Regions from separate parts of the Mus musculus genome. Here all the other regions are linked to region 1. The links are chromatin contacts, called in public HiChIP or PLAC-seq maps. All regions are on one chromosome and are shown on one strand. The core of a region is the stretch at or near the end of the contact, and the rest is flanking DNA. Distances in the headings are between cores, read along the strand shown.

Region 1 (3,238 bases), core at 299-2,798:
ACACCATGACTACAGCAACTCTTATAAAGGAAAATATTTAATTGGGGATGGCTTACAGGTTCAGAGGTTCAGTCCATTAATGTCAGGTGGGAAGCATGGAAGCCCAAAGGCAAGTATGGTGCTGGAGAAAGACCTGGAAGTTCTACATCTGGACTGGCAGGCAGTAGGAAGAGTAAGTGAGCCACCCAGCCTGGCTTGTGCTTCTGAAACCTCAAAGCTCCCCCCACTCCCTTCAGGAAGGTGTCTGGGAACGATTTACCTCCTAAATGTGCTCAGAGATGTTGTGTTTTTCCTGTAACAATTTACTTGATTGTTCTCAAGGATGTGATATTTCTATTTGTGGGATGCTTTGTTGTTCTCCTGTCCATTTCTCACAAAGCTGGGGATAGGAATAGCCCATTCCTGGACTAAGATCTTGGAGGATGCTCTAAGACAGATATGCTTGGGTCTGAAGTTAGTTAGGGGCAATCCTGATTCACAGTTAGCTTCTTAGTGAACTGAAAAAACACTTGATACTTTACTAATATAATGTATAGGACCTGTGTTAGGTTTCTCCAGCAAAATGGGACGGAGAGGGAGAGGGAGAGGGAGAATGAAGCAGGAATGTCTAAGGTTTATATGAGGTCATCAGGCTGGAATTTCAGGTAAGAATTACAATTGATGTCTGGACTCCAAATCCCTCAAGTGAGAAACTGAGGCAGGGTTTCTCTGTGGCAATCTGGTTGAAGAAAAATTTCTTCTACCTTGAGAAACTGCAGTCTTTACTCTCAAAGCTTTCAAATGAAAGGACCCACACACAATATGGAGAATCACACGCTTTATGCAGAACACCAATCACATAAAGAATGTGTCTCCACAGAAGTATCTCCAGTGGTATTTGGCCAAATGCAGGGCATTTTAGTCTGGCCAAGTTAATGCACACAGTTAACTATCACATGGGGGAAAACTTATCAGTTTTTAAAGGTTACTGAGGGCTTGAGAGGCTGAGGCAGGAGGATCAAGTTTGAGGTCAACCTGGGTTACATGGCAAGACCTTGGTCTAAACAGTTATTATTATTTTTTTAATTTGAAGAAAAATTTAAAATTTGAAAAGGCATACGGAGCAGCTGATGTTTCTCCAACATCATCCCGGTGTGGGGAGGTAGAGGCAGAGGATCAGGAGTTCATGTTCACCCCTAGCTTTATGCTGTCCATGGTTCATCATCTCTTATGGCCCATATTAGTCATTGTGCCATTCAAAAGCCACAGAGCAAGAGAAACATGTTTCACAGCTCCTACTGTATCCTGGACCCTAGGGATGCAACAGTGGCAAGATGTGGTTTCTGCTCTTCATTGTGAGCTGACTTGGCTGAGGCTATAAAGCAAAGGTGCTTTGTGAAATTCAGAGAGGATAACGTAAGGTAACTCAGAGATATGCACAGGAAGTTGCATATTTGCAATAAAGCCACACACAGCAGAACTATTAGATCCAGGCACTCACTCAACGTGGATTCTGGGCTCTTCAGCTCTGATCTCTTCAGCTCTCATTTGCTCAGACTGTCTATGTCCAGCAGATGGTGCCAAATGACTGTCTGCAGTCAACTGGCAGTCCCTCTCAGGGAAAATCCAAATTGAGCCTATGAAAGAAAGGTCAGCATTTTTAAGGAAAGTGCTCTTTGTCAGACTAAGACCTTTTAATTTGTCCCATTTTAATAGTACATATGTATCAAGATAAAAAAAAAACAGACAAGGAAATGGCCTCCTTTGCTGGGATTGTGGAATTGTAAGACCCCCGAAACTGGGGAGACCTCCGCTCAAGTCCCGGGTTGAGCTGGTCGGCACCCCGATAACACCTGATGCAAACTGCAAGACGCTTTATTGTCAGCTAGCTGAGGGGAGTTCGATCTCGAGCGGTAACAGTAGGGGGCTTTTAACAGCTAGCTGAGGAGTTGGGAGGAGTTTGGCTACAGCTCTTCTCTGGCGGGTGTCCTTGGTAAAATAACAAGGCATGAAGAGTGAGGAGTGAGCTGTAGCTCTTCTCTGGGGAATCTATCTCCATGTCCTTGGCACAGGGAGCCAAGCAAGCGCCTGGCTAGGTCTCCCCACAATCATCGAGTCTCTGGCTGTAAGGCACAGAAACAAAAAGACTTTTTGTTGGCTATAGAGAACAAAGAGCTTCTTTCTGGCTGTATTTTAAGAGATCAGGGAAAACAAGCTTGGGGAATGTCCAGGGGCTTTACCTTTCAGGGAGAAACGCTCTAAGTCGGGGTCTCACAGAATTATGGGAACAGAGGTCAGGAAGTACTTCAGTAAAACAGCACCCCAATATAGACTGGCATATGAAACTCCAATGACTGAGCATACACGTGTGTATTCATATATTTTGAGTCTACACTTGTATAGAAGTGTATGTATCATGTATGCATATGTACATACGTGCCTGTGTGTGAATATATGGGTAGAAGTCCAAGTGTGTGCGTTTTTGTAATGTGTCTGTATGTGTTGAGTATTTGCAAGTAGGTGCCTATGGTCACATACAAGCATACTCATGGTGTATGTGGAGTGCCTGTGTATGATTGTGAGGAATATGAGTGTGAGTGTGCACATGTGGATGTGTATATCCATGTGTGACTGTGTACACGTATATGTTTACTTTTGGGAAAAATTAAAAAATAAAATAGATGAGGAATGGAAGGTTTGACATATTTTTAAAGGGCAAAGGTACAATTGTTGAGGCAGTGGAAATTGGGAGGATGGAGCCTAAAAACCGAGAAGGACTAAAGCCTCAGGCCTTAGCCAACCTTACTCAGAGCATCAGACAATCTATACTCTGAGAGTTAAGAAGAATCGAATGAGTACAGTTTACAATCACAAAGACAAACCACACATGGCGGTAACATGTCTGTCTACACGGACATAAAACCAAACAATAGCCAGCTCCAATGAACAATCTGAAGTCAACTCCCTCCTACCCACCATACTTGGGAGGGACATTTAATCACATTTCAGAAAGAAGTTGGCATTTGGAAGAAACAGGTCACAAAGACTCTTGTTTACTTGGAATTTTCTCACACGAACTCAGAATTCTTCTTATCGGACTCCATTTTTGGAAAGTGTTCTGACATAAAATACTTAGAACTTCCTAAGAGAGTTAAGATATTGGAGGTGTGTGTGTGTGTGTGTGTGTGTGTGTGTGTGTGTGTGTGTGTGTATGTGTGTGTGTGTGTGTATGTGTGTGTGTATGTGTGTGTGTGTGTGT
Region 2 (3,238 bases), core at 477-2,976, 330 kb after region 1:
ACTGCATGTGGAAGGAGTTTACAGAGCAGGAACATAGTAAGAGGTCACTTACATAGTTTGGGCTAGCTCCACAGGTGAGCAAGCCATCAGATGTAGAAAACTAAAATCTCTGTCACCCTGTGAGCATCATGTAACATTTGTGTTTTCCACTGGGCAATAGGGAAAGACTGTGTGTGTAACCAAAATGATGAACCAAGAGACACTCACAAAAGACCACCATGGTGGCCACTGCTTCTGGGCTTACATATCTATGATTGGCTTTGTAGTGCTTCCCATAACTTCCCTCTGTAAATTAATGCCAGTCTAATTTCATTTTTGGCTGTAAGTAATCTCCATAATAATTATATTTAACTTCCTCATCTCTTTGACCAAATACTTGACAGAAATGACTTAGGGGAGGAAGGAATTGGGGATGGGGGGAATCAAGGCTTCAGAGACGCCAGCCCCTGGTGCTCAGTTCTCAGCACTTGGGCAGAGGATCGTGTGGTAGGAGTTGATGGGTAGAGACATGGGGGTTAACCACATAATGTACCCCCAGTGGGTTTTGTCCTGGGACAAAAGTGTTCAATATACGGTGAGCCTGTGGGGTACACTTCATGATAAGATCACAATAGGAATAAGGAAACTTGTAAACAATGGCAAAAAAAAAAAAACCACCAAATAAAATAAAATAAAATAAAATAAAATAAAATAAAACAAAACAAAACAAAACAAAACAAAAATAAAGCCAGTAAAATACACCACCACCACCACCACCACCATCAATCGGTAAGTGTAGCAACCAGAATTGAAAAGGCAAAATAAACATGTTGGTCCAGTCCTGTCTATGCTCATCAACACTCTTCCTTCTAGCTTTCTGTGTGTTCTTTCCTGTGTCATCTTTCTTGCTAAATATGCCTACCTCTGTTTACTAAACAATAAAAAAAAAAAGCCAGACAGGAATACTGATTACGTCATGTGCTCTCATCTCTTCCCAAGGCATGAGGTAACTAGCGATTTTCCCAGCTAGTGCCATTCTGAGGAACCGACTGGTGTTGGCTTTCCTGAGGAAGGCACGGGGGTTCTTCTTCAGCCCCTCTCTGTCCCTAAAGTATGGGGTTTCCTTTCCTATAAGATGTATTTTTGCCATTTTCAGTTGGCAGACACAAAGCTTTAGGCTAAGAGTCTCAATTCCAAACCCTTTTTATCCTCTCTCAGATTTAGGAAGCCATTCAACGCATTCAAAGTTCTATTTTCATCGCCTTCTCTGGACTACATACACTTCATTGCAATCTTTTCTACTTGTTTTGTTTCTGTGTTTGTTTGTTTTTGTTTGTTTGTTTGTTTGTTTTAAAGCAAGGGGATGGGACCTGGTCCCTTCTGACTCCTGCTACCAAGAAAACAAAAAACAAAAAAACAAAAACCCAAAATCTTTCAGCATCTCCGCAGCACTCTGCAGTTTCTCAGCCGAGAATGTTCTCAGCCACAGTGTAACCATCTTTACAAACCCTGTGCATCTTTTTTTTTTCTTTTCAACTTTCCATTTATATAATTGCGGAGGCTCCAGGCTCCATGTGGGCTTTCCCAGAGCCTCCACAATCAGGTTCTCACCCGCCTCCAGAAGGTGACTCACCCCAGGGGTGGGGGGAGGTCTCACAATAAAAAGGGGTGTCTGCTGGCCTGTACCTGGGCTGCCACCTTCTCCCAATAGATGCAGCCCTCCCTCCCCCTCCCCCTCCCCTGCCACAGTTCAAGCCTGGCACAGCTGAGCTCCTGGCTGCACTGAGAAGCTGCTAAAAGCTCCCACCTCCTCCTCACACTTCTCCAGACTGGCAGTTCTCAGGTCAGCAAGTGGCAGCACAGCACTCAGGCTCAGCAGTCTCTTTAACCCCTCCTGCTTTGGTCCTCTGCTCTTCCTTCTGCCTGTCACAGCTTCTGAACAAGATTTAGGTCCCAGTTCAGTGTAGATTTCCAGGGAGGCTACAATCATCCTCTCTCGGAGCACACTAAGTCAGGTACTAGGAGCACAGTAGCAACAGAATTCAACTCAGTCATAAAAGAGCCTCTGTTTTAATGAGTGTGTGAGTGAGTGTGTGTGAGTATGTAAGTGTGTGTGAGAGTGTGTATGAGTGTGAGTATGTGTGTGTGAGTGTTTGTGAGTGTGAGTGAGTGTGTATGTGTGTGAGTGTGTGTGTGAGAGTGTGTGTGTGCAGGTACTCATACTTGCCCTCATGTGCACATGTATGCACGCTCATGTGGAGGCCAAGCTGTCATTCCTCACTTTCCCCTAGTTTGTCAGATTCTCTCTCATTACCCTAGCCCCAAGGATCCGTCCATTTCTGCATCTGCCTAAGCTAGAATTAACATCTGTGCATCTCCACAACCAACTTTTATTTTTCATTTGATTTCTGGGGACCGAGCTCTGCATTTTACCGACCAAGCCACCTCCTCACACTGTTTCCTTATTGCCTAGATCAAAGCAGAGCATCACCGTTTGCTGATCTGCCAGGTATCCAATATCACAGTGCACACTTCCACTTCTACTTTGGATTCATACGATAGGTGAGTCTAACAAGCTGGTGGTACTGATCGATCCATAGAAGGTGACCTCAATACCTCGGCTCAGAAGATAAAGGGACTGACTATAGGTGGTAAAATTCTTCACACTACCGAGGCTTTTAGACCACTGTGACAAAACTGCAAATCAGGTTCAAAATTATTCATGGGCACTGGGCTTTTAACCAACCACCAATAAGTGGTTATAAAGGAGATTTCTTTTGAAAGTTACTCACTGGCCATGGACTTCTGTCTAGTAGACAGGGAAGGCAGGATGAAAGGTCCTGTGTAGACCAGGCCACGCTGGCTTTAAGACAGTCATCTGAGTGAGTAAAATGATCAGTGACCTCCACAATCAGTGCCCCATTTTCTCCAAGACTTGTGGCTGACAAAGAGCTTACTGGAAAGAGTTCATACGACTCAGTGATTGGCCAACGTCTCCACACTGAATAAATCTCTCCTTCAATTGGCATTGGACATTGGATGCCCCTTCTGGACATGAAGCTCTAAACCAATTTTACATGGAGAGCATTGAGAAAGAGAGAGAGAGAGATTGTCTCTCTTTCTCTCTAGATACCTGTGCATAGCACAACATGTTTCCTTCAAACAACGTACTTGGAGAACAATATGGTTTGAATGAATAGCATCTGCCGAGAGCCTGTGCATTCAAGGCTTAGTCCCCAGCTGGCAATGGTATTTTGAG
Region 3 (3,238 bases), core at 537-3,036, 280 kb after region 1:
ACATCATCAGCTACCTGCTTACACCCCTTCCAGGGGAAGAAGGAGCATTCTGGGAGCAAAAGAAGCAGCGACTCCTAGTCCTGCGCCCCTAAAGACCCCTCTCCTGGTTGCTTTTGTGCCAAGCACAGGCTGCAGTCTCTTCTTGTTACCCATCTGCACAGTTCAGGGGAGAGCTCAGACAGTGGTTCCACACTCCTGCTTCAGCCTCCTGGGATTATAGGGGTGTACCTTTGTGCCCAGCTTGTCTTCACTGTGGTTTTATAATATCAGTGACATACGGAAGGGACTTCCTTGGGGCAGACAATAAAACATTGTCTGCAGAGTTTATTCAGAACTGGGGGTTGTCATTAGTCTTGGCAAAGACTGGGGCAGGGCCTGTAGATGCCATGATACACCTGTCTCAGGCTAGTCCCTGTTCTACAGGGCTGAGAAACTCAACACAGAATAGGAACCTGCATTTTTATTTATCCATATTCGTTTTGTGTGACCTCAGTTGATGCTATCCCTCAGGGGGCTGGTGTCAGGACTGTCTGCTAACATCTATCCACCAGGACAGTTCTAAAGGTGTACTGACTGAATAAGTACTTGTGGCTCTTGCCTACAATGAACCTTAAGGGAATGAAAGCAGAAGGAAGGCTATGGAAAGGAAGCTTGTTTTCCCACCCGGTTGCCAGACTGGTTACTCTCCCAGCCCAAGAATAAAGATGTAGTCTTTTTTTGTCAGGCTCCTGGGGAAAATCTTGGGTTGCTAAACATTGAATTTTAGCAATTCTTATAGGTACAGTGATTAGATATGTTTAGAAAGTGTTTTTCTGACCTTGTTGGATATCATTGTTACCTTTCTACCTGTGGAGTTATTAAATGGAGGAGACAGATAATTTGGTAGATCTGAAATGGGGTGGGGGTATATATGTGTGGTGGTGTGTGGTATGGGGTGTGTTTGTGTGTATATATATGTGTGTGCACTGAAAGATTCTGGTATGCAGTCTTTGCTATAAAGAATTTGTAAGAACTGGCCAAGACTCTGTGCTTGACCAAACCTTGGCCAGGCTTCTCTGAGCCCTCTTGAGAACAAAGCCTTGACCTTGCCTCACAAATCCCTCTTGCTCTCACCAGGCCAGCCAAGCACGGTCTTAGCCTGGATCAAGTGAACCCACTTTAGAGCAGTGGTTCTCAACCTGTGGGTCAAATGACCTTTTTATGGAGGTTGCCTATCGGATATCCATCATATCAGATATTTGCATTATGATTTATAACAGTAGCAACATTATAGTTATGAAGTAGCAACAAAAGTAATTTTGTGGTGGTGGGTCACCACAGCATGAGGGACTAAGGGGTCACAGCATTAGGAAGGTTGAGAACCACTGCACCCATCTGCATTGTTCAGGGGAGAGTTCAAACTGGTTTCACACTCCTGCTTCAGCCTCCTGCAATTACAGGGGTGTACCTCTGCCTCCTGGAATTACAGGGGTGTACCTCAGCCTCCTGGAATTACAGGGGTGTACCTCCATGCCCAGCTTGTCTAAGGGGAATCCTTACCCCTGAAATATAATCAAGCTCTTTACCCAGTGCTTCAGATGCTGTTAAACTAACAATTATTCAGATATTTAAATATTTAAAAATGTATTTAATGTATAAGTGCTCTGCAGAGCAGAAAAGGACATCAGATACTCTTATAGATCCTTGTGAGCCACCATGTGGTTGCTGGGAATTGAACTCAGGACCTCTGGAAGAGCAGCCAGGGCTGCTGAGCTACCTCTCCAGCCTATTCAGATACTTTGAAAGACAATGAGTACTCATTAGTACCACCATGGGGGGTTTATAGGTAGAAGACTCTTGTTTAACGCCTATGCTAGGAAGGTTAACAAGAGATTTACAGCAAAGGGAAGGTCAGAGGGCAGTGGACAGAATAGTCCTGTGAATAAGTAAGCAAGGAGCCAGCCAGATCAACTCGGCCGGACTTCTGTTTAAGACAGGAGACAGCGTGAAAAGCAAGCTAAGAAACTTGGGCAGATATCGGGAGATATTCCATGCTAAGTGGATTCAGAATGAGTTTTGCTCAAGCTAGAGTGAGTAAGTAGAGTTCACAGAGAAAGGACAGAGTCAGAGACCAGGTCACAGAGAGGATTCAGGAAAGTTGCAACCAATCAATTCCGTTCAGAGACAATCTCTGTCCATGTATACGTCTGACCTGCCATTTGCAAGAGATTTGTTAGGTTATCTTACTTATTTTTCCATCAGTATTTTGCATTTGTTTGTCTGTTTGTTGTTTGTTTGTTTATTGGCACTGTGGCTCAAATGCAGGCCTTGTATGTGCTGGGTAAGGGTTCCATTGCTGAGCTACATCCAGTACTGACCCCAGCCTCAGCCAGTTAGGCTGTTTTAGCAAGACTCCTAACATCTCTTAATGACTTTCCTTTGAAAAATCATTTTACTTTACATCTGTGTCTGTGTGTGGAGGTGTTGGGACATGTAGAGATCAGTGGTCAGCGTCACTTTTTTTTTAAAGACAGGATCTTTCCAATGAATGCGGAGGCTGCCAATTGGGCTCAGTTGGCTGGATACTGAGTCTGGGGCTGGATACTGAGTCTGGGGCTGGATACTGAGTCCGGGGACCCTCATCTCTGCTTCCCCGGTGCTGGCATTCCAGGTGTGCATTGTCATCCCTGGCTTCCTTATGTGGGTGCTGGCGAGCATCTCAGCTTTTCCTGCATTTTGCACTGAGTCATCTCCTGGTCCTTCTTAGTAACCTTGTAGGTGCTATGTTCTCCCTATCCCACCACTACTCCTCCACTCTACAAGTGCCCACTTGTTCTTCCTTGTGTTCAGAGTACAGCTGGGCTCCATCTCTCTCCTCTGTGCAGCAGGCTCAAACAAAGGCTTTTTTCTTGCTGCGACAAATGTCAAAACATTTTTTTTCTTTAACAGAACCCAAAGGGGGAAAATATTTTCAATCACCCAAAATAGTTACACAAAGAGTTACTGAAGACGGTAGTCATCGTGACAATTTTGTGGATGAAGAATGAGATTTGAAGAAAATCAAATGATGCCAAAGGGTTTTTGAAAGTAAAATGAAATGAGCCAGTCTGTTGTTGAAGCAGGAATACTGTTTGGAAGACAGGGGAATGGCTCCTTTTACTGTAAAACCTTGGGGTTTAGGATGCATCTATTGGTGAACAGCAAGACTCAGTCCCAGATGCAGAGAGAGGACTCCATTTTACCACCAATGGCTCTGAAT

What was found. HiChIP or PLAC-seq counts read pairs in DNA pulled down with a chosen protein or histone mark.
Region 2: a contact with region 1 is called in an H3K4me3 HiChIP or PLAC-seq map of forebrain, with 5 times the contacts expected there. The contact joins two enhancer-like sites. A contact is called at or near these places in 1 of 39 promoter capture datasets (embryonic stem cells), 6 of 15 datasets of contacts at CTCF or cohesin (the NIH/3T3 cell line, embryonic stem cells, large pre-B cells and 1 more), 82 of 484 Hi-C or Micro-C datasets (the AML12 cell line, B cells, the Ba/F3 cell line and 42 more), 23 of 115 datasets of contacts at active chromatin or transcription factors (the NIH/3T3 cell line, bone marrow-derived dendritic cells, craniofacial prominence and 11 more) and 1 of 9 other capture datasets (embryonic stem cells).
Region 3: an H3K27ac HiChIP or PLAC-seq map of embryonic stem cells shows a contact between it and region 1, with 8 read pairs. The contact joins two enhancer-like sites. A contact is called at or near these places in 1 of 15 datasets of contacts at CTCF or cohesin (the NIH/3T3 cell line) and 6 of 115 datasets of contacts at active chromatin or transcription factors (embryonic basal ganglia, embryonic stem cells and stem cell-derived neural progenitor cells).

The regions. Positions count from the first base shown.
Region 1 is chr2:5,078,688-5,081,925 of GRCm38.p6, forward strand. No RefSeq gene overlaps it. Among named protein-coding and RNA genes, the nearest start is that of Optn, 16 kb to the left of the region's middle. Within about 2 kb of position 1,549, at least 36 of the 459 cell types and tissues checked have an H3K27ac peak or open chromatin away from gene starts, as enhancers often do. A contact at or near this core is called in cerebral cortex, cortical neurons, embryonic stem cells and 2 more, where this site is marked.
Region 2 is chr2:5,410,300-5,413,537 of GRCm38.p6, forward strand. The region is part of intron 3 of Camk1d (calcium/calmodulin-dependent protein kinase ID); the gene reads right to left. Among named protein-coding and RNA genes, the nearest start is that of Gm36853, 70 kb to the right of the region's middle. Within about 2 kb of position 1,727, at least 17 of the 459 cell types and tissues checked have an H3K27ac peak or open chromatin away from gene starts, as enhancers often do. A contact at or near this core is called in cerebral cortex, cortical neurons, forebrain and 1 more, where this site is marked.
Region 3 is chr2:5,355,450-5,358,687 of GRCm38.p6, forward strand. All of the region lies in intron 4 of Camk1d (calcium/calmodulin-dependent protein kinase ID), which reads right to left. Among named protein-coding and RNA genes, the nearest start is that of Gm36906, 42 kb to the left of the region's middle. Within about 2 kb of position 1,787, at least 13 of the 459 cell types and tissues checked have an H3K27ac peak or open chromatin away from gene starts, as enhancers often do. A contact at or near this core is called in embryonic stem cells, where this site is marked.